2 separate regions of the Danio rerio genome follow, and region 2 is linked to region 1. A link is a contact called in public HiChIP or PLAC-seq data. All regions are on one chromosome and are shown on one strand. Each heading gives the region's core, a stretch centred on a gene start, on an enhancer-like site or on the middle of the called end of the contact. The rest is flanking DNA. Distances are from core to core; before and after follow the strand shown.

Region 1 (3,739 bases), core at 855-3,354:
GGACGGAGGAGCTTGGCCGGGGCGGCCCGACCCAAACAAATCGCGAAAAAATTTGACTCCCAAAAATTTGGAGTCAAACACTTTGGACAAAGCTTAAACAAAATTTAAAACCTCGTAAAAACACAATTAAGACTTTTTAATACCTTTTAAGAGCCTTAATTTTCTCGTAATTGATTAATCAAGTTTTGATACTTTTTAAGATCACGTGGACACCATGTTTTAACCTGGAATCTTCCATGAAGTTCTACATAAGGTGAGAAATATGATCACATATGAATAAGTAGTAGAGTTCTAGACGTAAACTTTAAAATGTAAAAAAGAAATAGTGTTTTTTTTTATATATATATATTAATTGGTTGAATTTACAGGAACAGTACTATCTAGTGATATATATTTTTATCAGGACATGAGGTGACTTGCATTGCGATATGAGATTTGTGTCTCATCGCCAGGCCCACGTGGAAACTGCGCGTGCAGAAATCCGCAGATTTCCAGCTCATCATTGAGTCTCTTTATTTACTTGTGTAAATGTACGTACATTTATATTAATTCAGTTTTTATTTTCAGTAAAATATTTGACTAATATGAAAATTATTAAATTAAATTATAAATTAATAAAATTTATAATATAGTTTGTAAGTAATATTTTCTGTCTTTTAGTAGAGATATTATATAAAAGACTTGCTTTGTTTACCAACTAAGTGAATCTAATTGGATTTGCATTGTAAACATTTAATAAAAGTTAAAAAGGTATGTATTAATATATAACATTTTTAGTTACGATACTCCCAAATGTTTGCAGACATTTTTTTTTACAAAATTCTGTGCAAAAATAGCAAAGTCCGCAGATTTTGTGTGGCCCTGCTCATCACCCAGCTCTAATTTTAATCTGGTTATCTACAAAATTGGTAATACGCTTTCTTGATCAATGTTATCCTTAAACTGATGTGTGATTTGAATGCAATAGAAACCAATATATTGAATGTATCCATGTGCAAATAAACACTGTGCAAAGAAACAGGTAAATGCATAAACCAAAAATGAGATATAAAGAGCATACTACACACATTCACCATGTCATACTACAGTACAATAGACACAATGTCTTCTTAGACGTTTCCAAGGTCTCACCATTCAAAACAGCCATACAAAACACCAACAAAAGGAATTTGTATGCCTTAATGAGTATGCAACACCAAATGTGAAGCCAATATCAGAATTTCGACCCGTTTACAGTGAATATCACTGCAAATCTACAGGTGATAAGAGCCATTGATTCACATGGGGGAATTTTCCCAGCAGGCCTCACTCAGTAACTGCTGAATAACCTCAAAAACATTAAACACAGCACTAATTGTGTCACATTGGCTTTCTAAGTTAACGAACAACCAATAATCAGGATTTTGCAGATGCTTAGAATAAAGTGCTGTAGAGGTGCTATGGGATAGTACTAGGCAGTAGTTTAAAGAGATCGTTCACTCAAAAATGAAAATGTACTCACTGTTAATGCACTCTCATTATGAGATTCTTCTGTTGAATACAAAATAAGCTGCTTTAAAGAGAGCTGAAAACCTGAAACCATTATCCAAATACTGTGGAGGTCAGTGGTTAAAGGTTTCCAACATTCTCCAAAATATCTTCCTTAGTGTTCAGCAAAAAAAAAAAAAGAAAAGGGTGTGTAAATCATGTCAGAATTTTCATTTTTTGGTGAACTAGCTCTTTATTACTGAACAAGACATGTAACATTCACTGTTATAATAACCCAATATGGTGTTTACCTCCAAACATAATGGCACTTTTATGAAGAGAAAGAAAGCAAACAGTGTGAGAATGAGAAGCCATTGCTTAAGATGGTACAGAATTTCAAGCGAAAAGATAAAATTGCACAGTTCACATCAGATAAGGCAAACATTCAGATGAATTAGTAGCCGATTGTGTTGACATGTCAACAAAACATGTCGGAAATCATCAACGGGGTCGTTTTTGCTCACCTGGGTTCGGGGAGGATGATTTTCTTGCTCGCGCGGGCCGCTGGAGTCGATTTGCTCTTCTCCATCGCCATCAGGTAACTGACGTCGGCGAGAACTGCTTCGAGGTCCGCCATCTTCGCCCTCTGGGTCGAACCGAGTCGCTAACGGTACCGGAGGCGGCCGTGCGGGAGCGCGAGGGCCGGTGATGGTGCGCGCGCGGGCGGACTCAGCACGAGACAAGCGCGGGAGCCGATCTGATGATGAAGAAGATGATGATGTTGATGCGCGAGAGAGGCGCGAACATCTATTCCAGCCTCGGGGTTTTAATAGTCGTGTTTTTCCCCTTCTGAAGTCTCTCAGAAATCAACCATAATGAGACAAAAATCCACAGAATAAATGTACGGCGTGCTTGTGTATGAAGCAGATCCAGTGGAGTTGCAGAAATGGCTTCTGTTTTCACTGAGGAGGAAGAAGAACATACGTGCGTGGCATCACCTCCAAAATAATAACACTTCTTCTAGATGGTGATGATATCGATTAAGCGATGGAAGCCTGCAGAAGCCCCCCATCCAGCACCCACCCCCTTTGGGTGAGTTCACCGAGAACGACCCACCTGCCACCGGTAGAAACACCGTCAAAAAATGACGTTAAATCGAGCTATACTGATGGCGGGTGAATAACGAACTGACCACTAAATCAAGATAGCCAAAACGACCGTTAAAACCGACAACTGACGCTATGTCAACGAGCGGGGTATCCTTGTGGTTTAAAAATAAAGCAAAAAACGGACGGTTGACGTTAGTATGCGCTAACGTTCAATCACATTTAGCACACTTATAATAAGGGTTTCATACACATATAGCATCCTCCTCTTCTTAAAGATGGTGGAAATCTGCGTGGAGAAACATAAATAACGGCTGTCGATGCGACGCGGTTTGCATCCAAATCCGCGAAAATTGAAGATCTGAGCGTCAAACCCTGCAGATCTCACAAACAAATCCCCATTTTAGATGCTCGAGATCCGCCTGTCACTCCTGTTTGCTGATCTCCTTGATCTCACAAGCCAATTAAACGGGAGAAATTAAACTGCGCTGTTTTATTTTTAAAGTGACAAGTCTGTTGCATTGTGCCGTGCGAAGCACAGCAGTTCCTCTCGGTAACAAAAATGGATTTGCTTGCTCGACACTTTATTTATATAATACGAGGTGTGCTGTGAGATACTGCTCTACTGTAACCTTACAGATGAGAGGGGGGGCGCTAGAAAAGGAAATAAGCAAATGTGAACGACAGCAATCCGAGTTTCCTTTTTCTAAAAACAAAAAAATAATAATAATCGAGTGGTGTCACAAAACGTGGTCCGATGAAACCCTCGAGACAAGTAAACACTGAAAAAACGCTCTACTGTGGTGTTTCAGTACACAAAAAACACGCGTTAAAGCTGGAATCTGTGCGCTAGATCTTGCGGAACTTCATATGCATGGCTGTGCGTCTCGAACTCCGCTTATATGGACGAGTTTCGACAGAAAAAAAACAACAACACGACGTGGCTTTTAACCCAAACACGCTTCGCTCTACTCTTCAAAACGCGCTTTCCTCCCAAAGAGATTTAGGTTTAGATTTTTCGACGCTTTTACCGAAAGAAACCACTCTTTTCTTTTCCATCCGTGTTTGGGTCGCAGATCCAAGTCTTCATCTCTTCCGACATCACTCAACAAAAACACAATATCCGTCCGCATAAAAGCCTCCAGTCCGGCTCCACGCAGAGCCTC
Region 2 (3,739 bases), core at 343-2,842, 150 kb before region 1:
TGGTTGTTTATTAATACTTATAAAGTACATTTTTTCACAATAAATTTCTACAAGACAAAATCTTGCAGACATTTTTTTTATATTTCTGCTGAGAATTTAGTTAAAAATCTGCAGAATTATGTGGAATTATTTTGGGAGTATCATAATTATAAATCTAATATATGAAATAAAAATAATACATGTTTAACTTTTCTTTAAAGTTTAAAATGCAAATCTAATTAGATCCACTTATTTGGTAAACAAAGCACGTCACTCGTATGATAGATCTCCTAAAAGGCTGAAAATAAGACTTTACACGCTGTATTGTCACTAAATCATGTGAACATTTTCATATCAGTCAATAATATTACTGAAACTATAATAAAAACCGAATTAATATAAATTGACACACACTTACACAAGTTAATAAATAGACTCAATGATGGGCTAAAAATCAGCGGATTTCAGCAGACTACAACAGCTACCTTAATAGACCTTTTTTAGAGATGTAAACAAAAACAATGGTCCCAACGTATCTCCTGTTTTACATTTTAATTTCTTTCGCGAACAAGAATCCTAAAAGATCGCTGTGATATATGCTGTTAATAGCTATTTTAACATTATGTTAAGTCTTGTCGTACTTATGAAATAGTTTGATAATAGGAACGAAATATTTATTGGCCAATGACATGACCACATAGAAATGATCTATATCTATTAATAAACAGCAATTTAGGAGTTTATTGAGGCAAACGTCATCGTTAATGGTTTGTTAAAAGCAGAGTTCACCCAAAAATTGACATTTTACTCATAATTTAATCACACTAAAATGATTCTCAGGTTTTTTTTAAGTTGAACACAAAAGAAGATATCTGAAGAATGTTGGAAACCAGTAACCATTGACATTCATAGTAAAAACAAAAATACTATTACAGTCAATTTTTCCCCAACATTCTTCAGTATATCTTTTGTGTTCAAATGAAGAAACTAGTGGAGGATGAGCTAATGATGACAGAACTTTCATCTTGAGTCTTTAACTGTGTCTTAAAATAAAGTGTGACCAAATAATGTTCTGCAAATAAATCTACCTTTACGCATGGTCACATCAAACAAAATACAGATTGATGTGTGAGATTTAAATCACATTTCCAATCACCCCAAACCTCGACATCTTGTCATCCACTCAGACATTACACAGCAAACACAAAACAAATCAGTCAGAGGCTGAAAATGATCCTGCGAGTCAGAGCTCATGTTTCAGCAGAGCCACGTTTAGTCCCTCAATCTCCCGCAGATCCAAGCGGAGGCCTTCAAATTCTGTCAAAACACTCAATATCAGGGCACCAAAACTCATGAGCTCAACAAACACCGGCCCTACAGGAGCTATTAATAAACGTGTCTCCACTAAAGAGGAACGGAGCACATTTGGGGGGTCAGTAAAACGACAAACACACGTCTGCTGAACACACATACCTTCCGATGGCTTCCTTTATGAATGGAAAATACATCCAATGAGAGAAAGTGTGTGTGTCAAACTCCGGAGAATAGATAGTTGGAGGCCAAAAAGTAAAGCTCAGAGTCTCACTGTCACTGCGAGGGTGAAGCTGCAATCTGAAATAGAGTGGCATGAACACACACACACACACACACACACACGGAGATAAGCATGGCAGCTGAGTTAACACAAGTCTCCGCTATAAATAACCCTCAGTCAGAGGAGGTGGGCCGCAATACCCTGTTTGGGAAACACTTGAGTGCTGTAAACGAGGGCAAACTGGACGGACACACCGGAGACCAGATTGATGATTTCAAAACACGGTACATTCATACGGGCGCGATAGATTTAACGTTACTCACCCATGCGTTTTTCCAAAGACACACGACTTTTAGTTTGGTACAACAAGGAGATATTTTGAATAACTTAACCGTGACGATTCAAGATGTTCGTGAGGAGAATACAACATGATTTAATTTAGTATTTATTAACCATAGATATATATACATTAGATGTCGCCTGGCCTATTGTTGTCTATAGGACGGAATGCGTCAGTAGCGCCGCCATCTTGGTACAGGGTAGCGCTCCTTTGAAATGAATGCAGGACCAAGGTACAGTGGACTGTGGCCATGCAAAGCCAGAGATATACACATATACACATATATCTATGATCGGGAGTTTCCTGGATGTTAGTATGCAATTTTCTTTTCTAATTACGAAAATTATAATTTTACATCACTTTTTTACATTGATGGATCAGTGACCGCACGGGCATTCCTGACAAAAAGCTTGTGTTTGTGTGTACAGAAATGTACTATCCACATATATATCTATGTTTATTAACAAACAACGAGCGTTAAACGTCGAGTAACGAACTATTCAACGATTCCCGGGCAACATCAGAGGACGATCCTCATTGGTTGTTGTAAAGGATCAAGAATGCAGCGTGACATGCAACAAGGAAACTCATTGGTTGTCAAGTATGATCATGGACTGTGTGAACATCTATAAACTATCCATTTTGGTTTTCGACAATAGTGATTTTATATAGACCATTTTGAGGGATGTAAACGAAAACAGTGGTCCCAACCTTCCTGTTTTACATTTTCAACCTCGAAAATCCAAAAAGAGACACATATTGATAAATAATGTTATGATAGCTGTTTTAACATTAAGTTGAATCTCTTCCCTGCTGAAAAAAAACAGCTTAAACCAGCCTAGGCTGGTTTGCTGGTTTTAGCTGGTCGACCAGGCTGGTTTTAGAGGGGTTTTGGCCATTTCCAGGCTTGTTTTCCAGCTATTTGCAGCCTGGTCTTTGCTGGTCAGACTGGGAGATGAACAGCTAAAACCAGCTTGACCAACCTAGCCAGGCTGAGAGCCCAGCCAAAACCAGCTATGTCCAGCTTAAACCAGGCTGGAAACTAGCCTGGAAATGGCCAAAACCCCTCTAAAACCAGGCTGGTCAACCAGCTAAAACCAGCCTAGGCTGGTTTAAGCTGTTTTTTAGCAGGGTTGTCACAGTCATGAAATCGTTTGATGATAAATAGGACAAGACATGACCACATTAAAATATTCTATAGGTTTAATCATCAAAAAGTGTCTTATAAAATGTCAAAATATGGTTGAAATAGTGTAACAACAATGTAAAAACATTAAGCTGTACTTACTGCTATAAGCATTCACCATAGATACAGTAGATATCGCATACAGACCCTGAGCATGCGTCAACACCACCACCATATTTGGACAGTGCTCCCAGGACAAAAGTCATTCAACTGCACTAGTCAAGTACAGTAAAGTAATTAAATTAATCTAATGGGGTATTACTATTGTTGCTATGGTCACACGTCTAATAACAAGTCTAATATATCCCTACTGAAAAAAAACAGCTTGAACCAGCCTAATAAGCTCTTTTGACACTAATTTTGATCAAATCAAACACTGAAGTAATTGTTTGTTAGCGTAATGTTTTACACCATTTATGCCATAAAACCTGGTCATTTTCAGGAATCGCTTTAATAATCAATGACCTTACTGGCATGTCTGATGTTGCTACTTGCTAGAAAGTTTGTCAGAGTGTGCAGTTGGGTCTCCGCACCGGCCGCTTCAACAAACCCAACAGCAGGTGGCGCTGTCTGAGAAAACGATAGGTCTGTGCGAGCAGGTCTGAGCCTGCAGTTGGGCCTGCAGCTTCACCTTACTCCATTTGGCGGGTGTTAATGTCCAGCCCTGGGCCTAAGTATGGTCATTAACATGAATATTGGG

The links. HiChIP or PLAC-seq counts read pairs in DNA pulled down with a chosen protein or histone mark.
Region 2: an H3K4me3 HiChIP or PLAC-seq map of gastrula embryo shows a contact between it and region 1, with 3 times the contacts expected there. The contact joins the promoter of myo18b here to the promoter of grk3 in region 1. A contact is called at or near these places in 2 of 4 datasets of contacts at active chromatin or transcription factors (embryo and gastrula embryo).

What each region holds. Positions count from the first base shown.
Region 1 is chr10:49,310,728-49,314,466 of GRCz12tu, reverse strand. It overlaps grk3 (G protein-coupled receptor kinase 3), which reads right to left and starts at 2,104. Exons shown (of 21, transcript NM_001134725.1): 1 at 1,992-2,104. The coding sequence starts at 2,104.
Region 2 is chr10:49,464,161-49,467,899 of GRCz12tu, reverse strand. It overlaps myo18b (myosin XVIIIB), which reads right to left and starts at 1,592. Exons shown (of 36, transcript XR_012386577.1): 1 at 1,453-1,592.